2 separate regions of the Mus musculus genome follow, and region 2 is linked to region 1. The links are chromatin contacts, called in public HiChIP or PLAC-seq maps. All regions are on one chromosome and are shown on one strand. Each heading gives the region's core, a stretch centred on a gene start, on an enhancer-like site or on the middle of the called end of the contact. The rest is flanking DNA. Distances are from core to core; before and after follow the strand shown.

Region 1 (7,779 bases), core at 3,118-5,617:
TTTGTTTTGTTTTGTTTTTCCTGTTTTCCTGGTTTTTTTTTTTAAATATTATTGGACATTTATTTCATTTACATTTCCAATGCTATCCCAAAAGTCCCCCACACCCACTCCCCCACCCACCCACTCCCACCTCTTGGCCCTGGTGTTCCCCTGTACTGAGGCATATAAAGTCTGTCAGGGTCCTTTCAGCAAATTCTTGCTAGTGTATGCAATGGTGTCAGCATTTGGAGGCTGATTATCGGATGGATCTCTACATATGGCAGCCTCTAGATGGTCCATCCTTTCGTCTAAGCTCCAAACTCTGTCTCTGTAGCTCCTTCCATGGGTGCCTTGCTCCCAATTCCAAGAAGGGGCAAAGTATCCACACCTTGGTCTTTGTTCTTCCCGAGCTTCATGTGTTTCACAAATTGTATCTTATATCTTGGGTATTCTAAGTTTCTGGGCTAATAACCACTTATCAGTGAGTGCATATCATGTGAGTTCTTTTGTGATTGGTGTTTTGGGAGGATGAGTTTCCAATTTCCTTGGTGTTCTGTATCTTCCTGTATGTTTATAGCCATCTCTTGCTTTAGATTAGGGAAATTTTCTTCTATGATTTTTTAGAAAACATTTTCTGGGCCTTTGAGCTGGCACTCTTCTCCTTCTTCTATTTCTATTATTCTTAGGTTTGGTCTTTTTATGCCCCAAATTTCCTGGATGGTTCATGTTAGAAACTTTTAAGATTTAGAAACTTAGGATACCCAAGATATAAGATACAATTTGCTAAACACATGAAACTCAAGAAGAACGAAGACCAAAGTGTGGACACTTTGCCCCTTCTTAGAATTGGGAACAAAACACCCATGGAAGGAGTTAAAGAGACAAAGTTTGGAGCTGAGACAAAAGGATGGACCATCTAGAGACTGCCATATCCGGGGATCCATCCCATAATCAGCTTCCAAACGCTGACACCAGTGCATACACTAGCAAGATTTTGCTGAAAGGACCCAGATATGGCTGTCTCTTGTGAGACTATGCCAGGGCCTAGCAAACACAGAAGTGGATGCTCACAGTCATCTATAGGATGGATCACAGGGCCCCCAATGGAGGAGCTAGAGAAAGTACCCAAGGAGCTAAAGGGGTCTGCAAGCCTATAGGAGGAACAACAATATGAATTAACCAATACCCCAGAGCTCGTGTCTCTAGCTGCAAATGAATCAGAAGATGGCCTAGTTGACCATCAGTGGAAAGAGAGGCCCATTGGTCGTGCAAACTTTATATGCCTCAGTACAGGGGAACACCAGGGCCAAGAAGTGGGGGTGGGTGGGTAGGGGAGTGGGTGGGGGAGCATGTGGGGAACTTTTGGGATAGCACTGGAAATGTAAATGAAGACAATACCTAAAAAAAAGAAAAAGAAAAAGATTTAACATTTTCTTCTGTTGCATCTTTTATACCTGTGTTTCTCTCTTCCATCTCTTGTATTTTGTTGGTGATGTTTGCATCTATATTTCCTCAGTTTTTCATCTCCAGGATTGCCTTCGTTTGTGAGCATTTTAATTTCTTTTTCTCATTTTCAAATCTTGAACAGTTTTATTATTGCCATTACGTGTTTTATTGTATTTTCCTCTATTTCTTTATATGTATTCATTTCCTCTTTAAGAACCTCGACTTAGTTGATTGTACTTTTCTATATTTCTTTAAGAGATTTATTCATTTTGTCTTTAAAGGCCTCTATTGTCTTCATAAGATTAGATTTAAGGACATTTTCCTGCGGTTCAGATGTTTTAGGCTATCCAGGTCTTACTATGGTAGAATTGCTGGGAACTGGTGGTACCATATTGCCCTGACCTTGGTTGATTGTGTTTTTACCCTGGCCTTTAGCCATCTGGTTGTTCCTAGTGTTGGCAGGCCCGGTAGTCCTATATGGCAGCAGGCCTCTAGGGCTGCATGCAGTTTGAGTTGGTAGTCTCTGATGGCAGCAGACCTCTGGGATTGCAGATAGAGCTTGTTGCCCCCAGTGGCAGCAGGCTTACAGAGATTCAAGCAGAGCTGGTAGTCCCGTATGGCCAGGTAGAATGCAGGCAGAGCTGTGGCCTGAGTTTAGAGGGGACAGAACAGAGCTCACTGCAGCAGAGTTGGCCTGGGGAGGGCAGCAGGCAGGGAGTTAGGATAGGGTCTCACCTGGCTGTGGCCCTCTGGCATTGCGGGTAGAGGTGAGAACCAGAAGATAGAGCACAGAGGGGACAGGGAAGACTTCGTGGCTGCTGGGCTTGCCAGAGGAACCAGCTAGTAGGAACTTGAGGGTTGAAGATCACACCTAGTTGTCCCAGATGGCCACAGGCCTCCAGGGATATAGGCAAGCTGTAGTCCAGAAATGGAGAGCAGAGGGGGCAAGGCAGAACTCACTGCGGCTGGGTTTTCCCAGAGGGAAATTGTAGGGAAACAAGTAGGGAATTGGAGTAGAGGTCTCACCTGGTGGTCTCTGATGGCTGCAGTTCTCTGGGATTTCTAGTAGAGGTGTGGACCCCAAATTGCTTTTGGTCCTTTTATTTTTCATGGCAATAAAAATCAATCTAATAAAAATAAGCTTCCTATATCTAAAGCTACACTTTTGTGAAAACTTTTTGATTACTATAGTTTTGTTAGGCTGTTTGTATCACTGATTATAAATGTCACATTTTAAAAGGGAGGAGCTCTCAACTACACATACCATAAAGCAAAGCTCCCTCCCAGGATTAAGAAATAGCTGAATGGAATCTCAAACCAGACTCAAAAACTCTACAAACAGGAAAAAATTCAAGCTGAACTGCTATATAATCTAATCAAATAGATCTATAAAATATTAATACTTATGAAATACTGCTTTAGTAAATACCCAGATACTTGTACAGGTTAGGGCAGGATGGAGTGTTGGTTGATTTAGACTTCTCTGTGTGCAGGGATGATGAGTGGGAAATGTTAGATCATTTCAGACGCAACTTTACTTAAATGTTGACTGAAGGAGGGTGAACAGATGTCTGCAGGCTTACCTGCGGCTCCCTGCTACACAGACTGGACAGACAGGGTTTATGAAGCGATCCAGATGCTGGTGCTTGCCATTTTCCCAAAGCGACTGGAAGTCAGTTAGAGTTATCCCTACAAAGGCCACAGGCTACAAACCAGAGGACATTTTACACAGCAAAATATGGAACCAAAAGATTTACAAAAGACTCAAATGCAATCTTATCTTAAGAAATGATATCACCGTCTTCAAATATGTTCATGGAGTTCTCTCCATTTTATTCTCAGACTTACTGTAGGTCAGCTTCAATGCAAAACTTCGCCTTCCCAAGTTACTGCTTTAACAGGAAATTATGAGAATTCATTATTAATTATAAATATCTTGATATCTTCAGAATAAGTAATTATACCTACTGTAATAAAAGGAAACTAAACAAAACATTTTTTTAATCTGATCAAAAATGGTCTGCATTTAAAGGTTGCTGCCCCAATATTTAACCATCTAACCTTAATTCCTGTAGTGTTCCATATAGTAATGGAGTATACTGACCACCACAAGTTGTCCTCTAAAATATGGAACTCTCTCTCTCTCTCTCTCTCTCTCTCACACACACACACACACACACACACACACACACACATATATATATATATATATATACATATATATATATATATATATATATATACACACACACACATATATATATATACACATATGCCCCAGTAGTACAGGGGAATGCCAGGGCCAAGAAGCGAGGAGGGGGGCGGGTAATAGGGGACTTTCAGGATAGCATTTGAAATGTAAATGAAGAAAATACCTAATTAAAAAATGAAAAAATTTTTTTCAATAAAGGAAATATTTCAAGTAAGTGAGTCTGTTCACTAAATCCCAGAGAGCTAGAAAGATATATTTATATACAGAGAAAAAATTCAGCTAAATTTCACAATATTTACATAAGTTATCCTGACTATTTTATTCCATGATGAAAAGATGTGACACTTTTAGACGAAAGATGATTGTGGTGCAGTATTGCATGACACTATTCCTGAGGAAATGTTAACACATATGGACTCACCTCAAATAAGAAGTAATGACAGATCAAAGTAAGGATACCACCAAAGTCCAATTTGATGAACCAATGAGCTTAATGGAATTACTTACAGGAGTATGGGTGAAGGGTTGCATGGAGATGGAGAAAACTCATAGATAGCTGTATCAATAAAATGTTCACTCTAGCATGTGTAAACTCACCCAAGCTCAAAAATGCTAGAAAGCTGGAGGAGGGGAAGGCTCAACACATTTGATTTCAGAGAGTAATGAGTCAGCTCTGTTGGTATGAGACTCTACTAGACAGCTAACCTTGTGTAACAGTGTCTGTCAGAAGTTAACTATTGGTTGACTCACCTAGCCTGTGACCTGCTTTTCAGCAGCCTGGGGTGAAGGCAGCACTTCTTATGGAGTATCCTGAACATAGTCTTGAGTGGGCTGTGAGATGCTCACAAAGTCTGGGAAAGACAAAACAATCACATCATTGAAGAAGTCCCCCAAAGCTCCCAAGAGTCTGCCTCTTACATTGTCTTCATCTCTAAGTCAGTTATATAACCAAGTGCCTCGTGCGCCACTTCCTCATTGCTCAATGGGAAGAACGCCTGGCCACTGTGCGTTCAGATTACCATAGAGATGAATGAGGTAATGCACAGAGAGAGCACAATTTCAAAGTATTTCCTTTACCATATTTTTTTTCTGCTAAGCACTAACATTATTTGAAATTTTAGCCTTTGTTTCAATGTAGATCTATTTCCCCTGTGTTCTCCTTGTAACTAATATGTCAACCATCCTACTTGTGGTGAACACTGTTCCTTTAGTTTGTTTTTTAAATCTCTGCTGCAGAAACAACATCCTTGCTTGTTGTACAGTACCCATCATTAGAGCTGCCCCATCACTGCTCAACACTAAATACCAAAATAGGGAAAAGAAAGGCTCTTTAGCGTCATTCTACAGTTACCTAAGGAAACAGAAGAAAAGCGTTTCCCTGTATGCATGTCTTAAAGCATGGTTTCCAGACCAAATGTAATAAAAGCATAGTGGTTTGTCTTCTGAGTGCAAAAGATCCCTCCAGGCAACTTTTACCTGAAGTTTCATAAGCAAACTATATTTTCACTGTTCTTTGAGAATATTCAGAGTAATGCCTGGCTCCCAAGCCTGCCATATTTATTGAGTGAGTCAGAGCATATTAACAAATGCTGTCACAACATTCCAAACCTCCGTCCTGATAGGTTTTATTGATTAAGCAGTCATTTTCATCAAAAGCATAGACAAACCTCAAGTGTGCTTAGGGATTTATATTAGCTTACTCTCAAGGAAAATTGCTAGAGAGAAACTGTGTTGGCAGAGGCTAATTGGCTGCTTTTAACTTGAGTGATGTGCGGACGTTTGAATGTTGTAGGTACAGAGCCTAATTACAACTTACCTTGCCTATGCTTGGCTCCCTAAAGAGCTGTCTGTGTACCAGATCTAATATCCTGTGACAAGGAGCTAAATGCTTTTGGGGATACATTATCTTAACAGAACCATACTCCACACCAATCAAGAGGCTACGGCTGTTGCTCTGAGGAAGCACCTGAGGCCTGTGGCTGAGACCTCACTCTGGGCACTTTTATCTGCCTCTCTCATGTTCCCATCCATGGAGTTGAAAAAGGTCTTGATTTTACGATTTTTGTTTTGTTACTGTAAACCTTCAGGAAGCTATTTGTATATTGAAACATAATTTAGGGTAATCTAAGCCTGTGTTCCCAGGACATGGTCACACATATTTGGTTCCAGAATAAACTATCTTATTTGAGATGAGAATGTTTTTACATCAATTCCTAAAGCCACTCCTTTAGATAAAGAGGGGGGAATAATCTTAAAATTTGCACACTCCTATAAAACAAAGTGGAAAATTCCATCTTACGCTATTTGATATTTATTTATTTATCTATCTATTTATTTATTTATTTTGCTTTTTGTGTTTCCAAAGGAAAAAGAGTCCCATGAGCAAACGGATAGCGAACAATGTCTCATAATGTGAAGCTCAACTCACTTCTAGCTTTCTTCTTACGGCCACCTGCCTCTGAGAGAGACCACCAAATCACACCTTGCCATGTATCTACACTCATGCTGTCTGTGAACATAGGTATACAGACAGCGATCGTAAATCTAATGGTTAATTCACACTTGGTTAACATTAAATCTCAGCACTGACAGTCTGGGAGGTGGAGGCTTTTTCCAAAAGAAATTTGGAAAGATTGCTTTCCATTGTTAAAAGTAAAAAAAAAAAAAAAAATACTGAGAACAAGTGCCCAGGCTATTTTTATATATGATGAAAATAAAAAATGTACTTTAGCCAGGATTTATAACATCAGTCACTCCCTTCGGAAGCAAGTTTCCACCCTGTGATGGAGCTCCCTGATTTAGGACTGAGTCAATCTCCACGTGATGGCTTTGGAATGCCACTGGCTTGGTGAAAAGGTTCAGCCTGAGCACCCAGCACTTTCCTGGCACTAACAGTCCTGGGGGAGGGCCATCCCAGGTACATGTCACAGGTGCTGGTGACATCACAAACAGGAAGATCATTTCCAGTCCCACTAAGGAAAGAAGGAGGAAGAGTCAGACAAGCAGACTGAGAGAAAGCTTCCTAGGAGGCAATTATTTTGAAGTGAGTCACACATATTCCTAGGAACAGATGAAGGTCTCAGGAAGTACCACTCATGATTCTAGTGCAACAGGAGCCAGGCAAAGGCTCCTGAACCCCTGTATTCAGTTGATCCCCAAATTGACTAAATACCTTACTATCATTTCTTCCCTTTGCTCCTTTTACAGTATCATTAATTCTGTAAATACCTAAGTACTTATGTGTGAAAGCACTGTACTAGGCTTCTAGATAATAAGAAGCAGATAAGGAAAAGAAAAGATATCCTAAAGTGTTGAACCTCATAGAAAAAGTAGGAAAAGGGAACTGAGAGATATGCTAACAGGAAAACAGGCCCTAAGCAAACAGGGAAGGTCCTGCTCAAGGATGTGTCCTGTCACCAGTCAGAGCTCTTGGTGGTCCCCTAAGAATGTGAATTACACTCCTGTAAGCAGCTAGAGTTGGCCTAGGGAAGGAGCTAGGATTATCAGAGTCTTCTGGGCTCCAAGTCACTGTCACTGGCCAAAATAAATGAACAAAAACCCTAACAAACAAATAAACAAACAAACAAATACAACTCATGTCTAATTAACACGTTAGGGTTTCTCTACTCTAGTTTTCAAAGTATAGTCAGTACATCTCCATTACTACTGGACATCTGTTTGGAATTCGCATTGCCAGTGAAGCAGAAGCTTGGAAGAAGAGGGAAGCATGAGAGCAATCTGTATGTTAAGGAACACAGCAGCTCATTCTGACGCCTACTAAAACATGTCTGTCTGATACAGCAGCTTTTAGCCACACAGACCACTGAGCATACTATCTGTAGCTAATCCCACTTGAGGGATGCAGTGTTGATTACACATTAAGACCTCAAGAACTTGAGAAACACAATATAGATTCATAGCTTACTAATGACTTTATAGTAAGTGAATATTAAAATCTAGCTCAGATAGTATTGGGTTAAGTTAACTACATTATTAAGATTGGTTTTATCTGTTTGTATTTGTTTATTTAAAAATGACTGCTGAAAACAATTTCAATTGTACATGTGGTTAGTATTAAATTTCTCCTGGGCAGTATTGCACTAAATTTTGAGAAACATGACCATAGAACAGTGGTTCCCAAC
Region 2 (7,779 bases), core at 2,977-5,476, 850 kb before region 1:
CAGGCAATTAATTAAACATTTTGCATCAAGTTATACTTCCGAAGACAATTTGGATACTAAGTAAAATTAGTTATCATTTCAATTTAGATCTATCTATCTATCTATCTATCTATCATCTATCTATATGTTTTCTGAAAGATTCTATCTATAGTTCAACCTTTGCCTTGGCAGAAATCAATATTGAATATCATTAACTACTAGTGAAAGAATTATGTTTAAATATCAATAACTATTAATGGAAGAACTGTGTTTGTCAGCTCTACATTTGTTTTCTACTTCAAAGTTGAGGTTGCATTTATAATCTTTAATTTTGGAGGGGATGGGGGAAGCAAACACTGCTGATGTGAAGACAGCAATAGCAACAAAGTCAATGGTGATATAACTAAAGCACACCTAAGGCCTCCCCCTAAAGCAAGGGTCCTGGAAGGCTTAGTGTATACATTCATTGTGATTTCTGATCCTGACTCAAAGGACTTTACCATTGTAACCCAAAGCCAAGTGGGCCCTGCATTCTTCCCAACCTACTTAATGCCTCTGTCATACTTGCAGATGCATTTGGCTTATTTCTATAACACTAGAAGATAATATAAAAGCTTACTCTGAATTGTGTGTCATAGAAATCAGAACAGACTTTAGCCTTGAACAAAGCAGCTGAAAGGTAAAGTGTAAAAGTTGGATGTGGTGGTACCATACCTATACCTATGGAGCCCTTGAGAGACTCAAGCAGAAGGACGAGAAGTTTGACTCCAGATTGGGCTACTGAGAGACCCTGTCCCATAGGAAAGTAGGGAGAAAAGGAAGGAATGAAGGGGGGATGAAGGGAGGGAGAAAGAAGTGGATGAGAGGAGGGAGGGAAGGAGGTTACATAGGAAAACAGCTATGCCTGATACAAGAAGGAAAATTGGTTACTTTTCATGTCCCAGATTTTTAGGTGTAGATCAACTCTAGACTTTAAAAATGACCGTATTGTCTTGGCCAGACCAACGTGGAACCATGAAAGGTAGCATTTGTAGGTCTCTACCAGTTAATGGCATATAGTCATACTCTACTGCTTGACCCTCATATTTAATGGATTTAACATATGAAGGAAAATTGGTCTAACTCTCAGCCGCAATGTGTTCAGCATCAGAATTTAGCTTATCTAAAACTCAGCAAGAAGGAGAATAAGAATGTTTCCCACACATCAGCCCAGCTGTTGCACTGGGAATGACAGTTTGAAAGGAGCATCTGTCTGTGTCAGCAGACACCCTCAGGAACTTTCCATTCCCTTTAGCTGTAACTTTGAGTCAGCTCATTTTACCGAGAGGAAGAAGGAAATTCAGGTGTTACACCTCTTGTGTTACGGCGAAGCTGGACTGTGGACATGGGCATTTGTAGGAGCTTTGAACCACTAACCTCATTCATCTCAGAAGCAGAGTTCTCTAATCGACTTCTGGATGACACCATACATACTTTAGTCTCAAGTGGGATCTCTACCCACATTAATTCTTCTTCTTCTTCTTCTTTTTTAAAAAAGATTTATTTTATTTATGAGCACACTATACCTGTCTTTAGACACACCAGAAGAGGGTGTCAGATTCCATTACAGATGGTTGTGAGCCATGATGTGGTTGCTGGGATTTGAACTCAGGACCTCTGGGAGAGCAGTCAGCGCTCTTAACTGCTGATCCATCTCTCCAGCCCCCACACCAATCATTCTTAGGACTGTTTTGCAAGGTGAATGTGATAGCTAAAAGTTAGGGACACTGAGCCACCTCCTTTTAAAACTGGCAATCAAATCCCGTGTCTCATGTGTGCTCGGTAGAACCTCTACCAATGAGTCACTTGCCTGGCTTTTAGTATTGTTTCTGAGAAATGCCAGGAGTTGCTATTCCACGGAAGGTTGGCAGAACTCTAGACGGGCCTCACCTGATGCAGACTTCTTCCTTACTGCTACTCGCTGGGATTGTTGTTTCTCCATGGCCAACCCAGCATCATGGATCACAGAGGTTCTTCATCAACACTCAGAGAAACACTAAAGCCTCCCCTTTAGGGCTGATGTGGAGCAAGCTGATCATGCAGGAGCTAAGTAATGGAGACACCTTTTTCTGAGACAGTAAGTAGCCCAGGCTGGCCTCAAACTCACTGTATAATGCCGATGCTCTTTAACTTTGGGCCTTCCCCGCCTCCACTTCCCCAATGCTGGAATTACTAGTATGAGCTACAATTAGTTCAGCAGTGGGGACTGAACCCAGAGCCTTGTGCATGCTGGGTAAGCACTCCAGCAACTGAGCTAAACCCAAAGTCCAGGAATTTTTTTTTTTTTTTTAATTACAAGTTATAGAAGTTAAATGGGAGAATGGACTGATCCTTCCTGAGACACACAGCTCTCTAAAACTCAAGTGCAGTAGATAGTGTATTTACAGTGGAGGCTCTTGTCTGCGCTCCTGGACACGGCATGAAAAGCAAATGTAAAAGCTATGAGGTAGAAAAAGCCACCTGGTTTAAGGGTAATGATGTAGATTACTGGAGTCCTTTTTAGAAAAAAAAAAAAAAAAGTGTTGGCTGAGACAGTCTCCTAAGTGACATTAATTATACTCTTTAAAGAACTTTGGCCTAGGAGAAAGGATTTAGATGTTCAGCAATGTCATAAAACTAAGGTTTACAATAGTTTTCTTTGGACCAAGAAAGCAATGTTGGGATTCTGGGTAAAACATAAATATGTGCTGTCTCATCTCTTTGCAACCGAAGATGCAGCTAAACATACTTAAATAGCTTTGCTTTACTATTTCCATGATGGCAGGAGATGAAGTACCATGTTAGGCTTTCCACTGCGTGACTGGATCATAAAGCTGGACTATAATATAAGTGTTACTCTTAGATCAAATGAAAGGTATGTAGAATGCGGCTGGGTAAGCCCTTCTGCCAGCTTGGTTCAGTCCATCTGGAGTGGAAAGACCACACTCTGAGAACCTTTCTCAGAAGTGGTCTCTCGGGCTGGAGAGATGGCTCAATGGTTAAGAGCACCAACTGCTCTTCTGAAGGTCCTGAGTTCAAATCCCTGCAACCACATGGTGGCTCATAACATCTGTAGTGAGATCTGATGTGCATTCTTCTGGAGTGTCTGAAGACAGCTACAGTGTATTTACATATAATAAATAAATAAACCTTTAAAAGAAGAAGGAGGAGGAGAAGGAGGAGAAGGAGAAGAAGGAGGAGGAGGAGGAGGAGGAGGAGGAGGAGGAGGAGGAGGAGAAGAAGAAGAAGAAGAAGAAGAAGAAGAAGAAGAAGAAGAAGAAGAAGAAGAAGAAGAGATCTCTCTAGCTGTGAATCACACCCCAAGAGTGCAGTCTTGGGCAGGTGACTTCATTTGTTACAAATCAGCTTACAGGTGGCAGTTTATGTCCTCTGCAGAGAGCAGAGTTTTTCAGCCTAATGTGTTACATCACATCACTGTGGTGAAACGGACTAGCTTTTACTAGCTTTGCTTTCTCCCAAGGCTTATTAAACCTACTTGTCATTCAAGTTTCTTCCAGGTTTAAGAGCATTTTAACTTAATTTTCCTTTTCTGTAGTGTTGGGGGTTGAATCCAGGGTTTTCTACACATAGGCACCCACTCCACAGTTGCAACAACTCTTAGCTCTTACAGGATTAGAGACCCAACATTCTAGTATCCTTACTTCCTGTTTTTCCCTCACCCTTTACTCAGATATTTCTTGAAAAATCTGAGATGTTCTTCATACTTTCTGTTTCCTGGTAACTTCCCGAGAACTAAACCGTAAATTGGCATGACCCATTACTGAGAATTCCTACCAGCTTAGATCAGCCACAGGTCACTTGCCCCCAGCTAGTTTATGCAGGTTAAAGAGGAGAAAGAAATTGCCAAGCAACTTCTGTACTGAGGTAATAACTGAAATTTTATAAGCTGCCTTGTGTTGTCTAGATGATGTGAGAGCTAGCAAAGATTAGAAAGTCTATATTAGAATTAAAACAAGTTTGAGGGGTGAGGGAAGGGCCATATGAGTAACGAAAGGCTCTACTTCACTTAGTAACTTCCATTTTTAGAGCAGGAAGCAATTTGTTCAGATTCTGCTTGTGCTAGAGAAGGCAAGTTTCCTTCCAGGGTGGTGGAAAGATGCAGGAAGGGGAGTAACCATGGCAACCTGCCCAGCTATGTGGACCAAGATAGTATTGGGGCCCGTGTCCTGGCCTAGTCACTGCTTAGTCAGGGTGGTCCCTCCCTTTCCCACTTCCTTGGCTAGAATGCTGACTTCAGGAGAAGGGTCACTCTTTCTCTGTTGGGAGTCTGAGAGAGTGTGGGGAAGATTTAAATGAGACCAGAGGTCATTCTGACCAAACCAAATAGCAGTCCTCCACACTGAGAACAGAGAGTAACTGTCTGTTCTTGCGTGAACACAAGCAAATACACAGGCTTTTTTAGTATTGAATACTTGAATGATTACCATTTTTCAAATAGGTGGGTGGTATTCCACTCTGATTAAGAAATTCTCCACTTGCTCTCAGGGGCCACAAAGACACTTGATTCAATTGTTCACAGGGCAGAAACAAATAGACAAACAGAATAAAGTATTCTAAGGATATAGATTAACTTACCTTCTCAGCAGCCCTTCGTACTATTGTTCTTCCCCAGATAAGAAAACAGAATTACCGAGAGGTTATTCTGTGTGTCCACGGTCATTTTACTAACAGTTGTGCAGATGCTTTCAACTACTACCCAACTGGGCTGTGTTGGCAGAAGGAGGGACACGGCTAGCACATGAATGCATATAGGAACTGCTAAGCCTTTAAGATATCCAGCACCATTTGTACCCCTAATCAGGAATTTGTTTGGGCTTTGTCTCTAGCAGGAGACCTGGTCATTTGCTTCCCTTCTGATTGCTATGATTAACCCACTAGGATATCTTACCATAATTTAGCTTTCCCTTAAACACACTTATCTGATGTGAATACTTTGTCATCTAAATGAGACTTGGGCCGCCCTCTGCAATTCTGTAACAGTGCTTCAACTTTTATTACAACTCCAAGGAGAAGGAGGAGGAAGCCAAACCAACCCAAAACCCAAAACAGCCGCATCCTGCTACTCAGGTGTTTCAGATTGCCAGTCTGGTTCCCAGCCTAATTCTGCCCAGGGTAGGGAGGTTTAAATGGTGGACCCTTGCAAGCCTTCAGCTGGAGGAACTTAGGTTGTTAGTGAGTTCCCTTCAGCAGCCTCTCCACCCATTCCAGTATCCTAGCTCTGTCCTAGAAGAAAAGGAATGAAACCCCAACAGAGAGAAGAGGCGAAGAAACGCAGGGTACTTCCAAGTTGGCTTCATCAAAGTGGTGATAGGTTTAGTCTGGGGGAGAAATGAAGAAGGGACTTCCTCATGGTCTCACCAGGAGCACAGTTTCCCACAAAACTTCCTGGTGGCTACAAGCCACCCAGCAAGCCCTGTTTTCCTGCTCGTTTAATTTTTAGGTAACAGAACTATGGCTGAGCAGTCCAGACCAGTTGGTCCACAGCTTCCGGAGGCTCTTGCACCATTCACCACGTCAACAACTATCTTCAAAGTGAGCTAAAATCCACCTAACCCTTGGAGGAAGACAAGAAATAAATAGGCCCAAGGACAGGAATTTAGACTTAGTTTAACCTTGGAAATTTTAAGTCTTTAGCAGAAATGCAAACTCTGAACTGGGTGTGGTGGCGCTCGCCTGGGATTCCAGGACTCGATGACTGGGGGGGGGGGGGGTGTTCAATCTCCCACTGAGAAGAGAGATAAGTTTTGGGATTCAGTGTCAAAATGCCAAAAGAAAAAGAGGAAAGGAGAGAGAGAGAGAGAGAGAGAGAGAGAGAGAGAGAGAGAGAGAGAGATCTAACCTCTGGATTTTGTTCTTTCTTCTCAAGTCAGCAAGGCCTAAAAGCATCCTGTGGTTATCTTCCCAGCCTCCTTTACATCCTCAGGTGGAGATCAATAGAATCGGGATCATCAGTTCTATAAATACATGGGTGCTGGAGGGCAAAGACAGAACACATTCCTCCCATTCCTCCACAATCTCTCTCTTCTGCCATAATACAAGTGGCCCAGCTTAGCGAGGTGTGCTCACCTCCGCCTACAGTCCTAGGGCTCCTGAGGCAGAGGCAGGAGGATGATGAGTTTAAGTCTAGACTGGGTTTACAGAGTAAGACCATCCAACCAGGAATTGAGAAGCGCAGCTCCATGGCTTGTCAAGCATGCCCAAGGTCCTGGGTTCCTTCTCCAGAACTCAGGGCAAAGACGGAGCATAGCAGCCTACAGGGAAAAAGTTTCTAGACTCGCGGTTGGACAAAAGGGCTTGAGTTTGCAGTAGAGGAAGAAGGGGTTTGTGATTAGGTTTTTAAACAAGGCTTGGGAAGAACCCAGCGAGTTTTAGGAGACAGTGACTACGAACTAGGGAAGAAGTGGTCTGTGTCTGATGCGAGTGCTGGAAGAGACCACCACACCTCTCTGGTGCTTTCTCAAGGGCTCTTGCTAATCTCGCCTTCTGAGCTGTGTTCCTCTAGCATTGCTTTGTCTAGATAGCTGTTTTCCTCTCCAAAGCCTGAATCCCCAACACTCCTAAATTCTCAAGCCAGTACATTTCTTTCAGTACTGCTGTGCCCTGCCTCAACCAAGGGAGTGGAGAGAGGTAGAGTCCTTGGTGGGTGGGGTAGCTAGCTAAAACAGGGCAGCCTAATCCAGGACAAGATAGCACCATGAAAAGCCATTTGGTAGCAGTGGCTCCCGAGTCCTGGCTAGTCCCTCCTTTCTAAACAACCAGTCACTGCTACTATGTGCAGAACCCAGGCCTCAAGATTGTAAACTAGGTAGGTTAGACATCCCATCAGAAGCGTTCCTGGAGCCTTATCAGCTATCTCCAAGGGATTTTGGCAAATTTTCTGCCATTACTTAGGTTGGAGTTATATCTACCTCCACCCTTCCCCTCCTGCTTTGCCTGATTAGGGCCAGAAATTTTTTCATCTTTATAGAGCAACAGCAACATTTACTATTCATGAAGTTGCCCCTCCATAATTTTTAAAGCTTTCCATGTGCCTGGAAGCTTGCTCGTTTTTGCTCTTCTCGGTTTACAGGGTGGCTCCCTTTCTTCCAAACACAGGCGAAGAAAGAGGAAAGGGTGGGAGGGGGTGCCTCGGGTGGAGATAACATCCATATTTTTTAACTGTTTTTAATCCAGTTAAATTTCCCTTCGGATTCACACAGCTCCCATCTGAAACCGACTACAGAGCTGAATTCCAGACTCAGGATTAAGTGGAGGAGAGCAGGCAGGAAGAAATAACAGCCAGCTCTATGCCGCAAAGAGAACCGCTACGTTGGCAGGGTCTCCAAGGTTTTAAACACAGTTTAGTCCCTCTTCTTGAATTCTTAATCCTTCCAAATAATTTACAACAGTCAAGAAAAACAGCATTCAAACGCTTCACGATTTAAAACAAGTTTGTTACGTGGCTTGGGCAGATACTTTTCTTAGGAATGCTGGTATAAGACAAAGTTCACATTTTTAATGCCCTGTGCTGTCAGTCAGCAGAAAATAGCTCCTCGGAGGCACAGACCATGTCCCCAGCCTTTGTCGCACAGTAAAACTGAACATCATTCAGGAGTTTATTAGGTGGTCAGCAGCCACACCGCGCATTCCCTGGGATGTCCCCTAAGCCCTAAAAACTAGGGCTCGTGTACAACACACACACACACACACACACACACACACACACACACACACACACACACAGGGACTCGTTAAATGTCACAGGATGGGCGCCTTGAGTCC

The links. HiChIP or PLAC-seq counts read pairs in DNA pulled down with a chosen protein or histone mark.
Region 2: an H3K4me3 HiChIP or PLAC-seq map of bone marrow-derived macrophages shows a contact between it and region 1, with 4 times the contacts expected there. The contact joins two enhancer-like sites. A contact is called at or near these places in 1 of 484 Hi-C or Micro-C datasets (cortical neurons) and 1 of 115 datasets of contacts at active chromatin or transcription factors (bone marrow-derived macrophages).

The regions. Positions count from the first base shown.
Region 1 is chr15:5,536,334-5,544,112 of GRCm38.p6, reverse strand. 5430437J10Rik (RIKEN cDNA 5430437J10 gene) reads right to left here. Exons shown (of 5, transcript NR_045274.2): 2 at 4,388-4,488. Among named protein-coding and RNA genes, the nearest start is that of 5430437J10Rik, 44 kb to the right of the region's middle. Within about 2 kb of position 4,367, at least 93 of the 459 cell types and tissues checked have an H3K27ac peak or open chromatin away from gene starts, as enhancers often do. A contact at or near this core is called in bone marrow-derived macrophages, where this site is marked.
Region 2 is chr15:6,387,243-6,395,021 of GRCm38.p6, reverse strand. All of the region lies in intron 1 of Dab2 (disabled 2, mitogen-responsive phosphoprotein), which reads right to left. Among named protein-coding and RNA genes, the nearest start is that of Dab2, 4.4 kb to the right of the region's middle. Within about 2 kb of position 4,226, at least 54 of the 459 cell types and tissues checked have an H3K27ac peak or open chromatin away from gene starts, as enhancers often do. A contact at or near this core is called in bone marrow-derived macrophages, where this site is marked.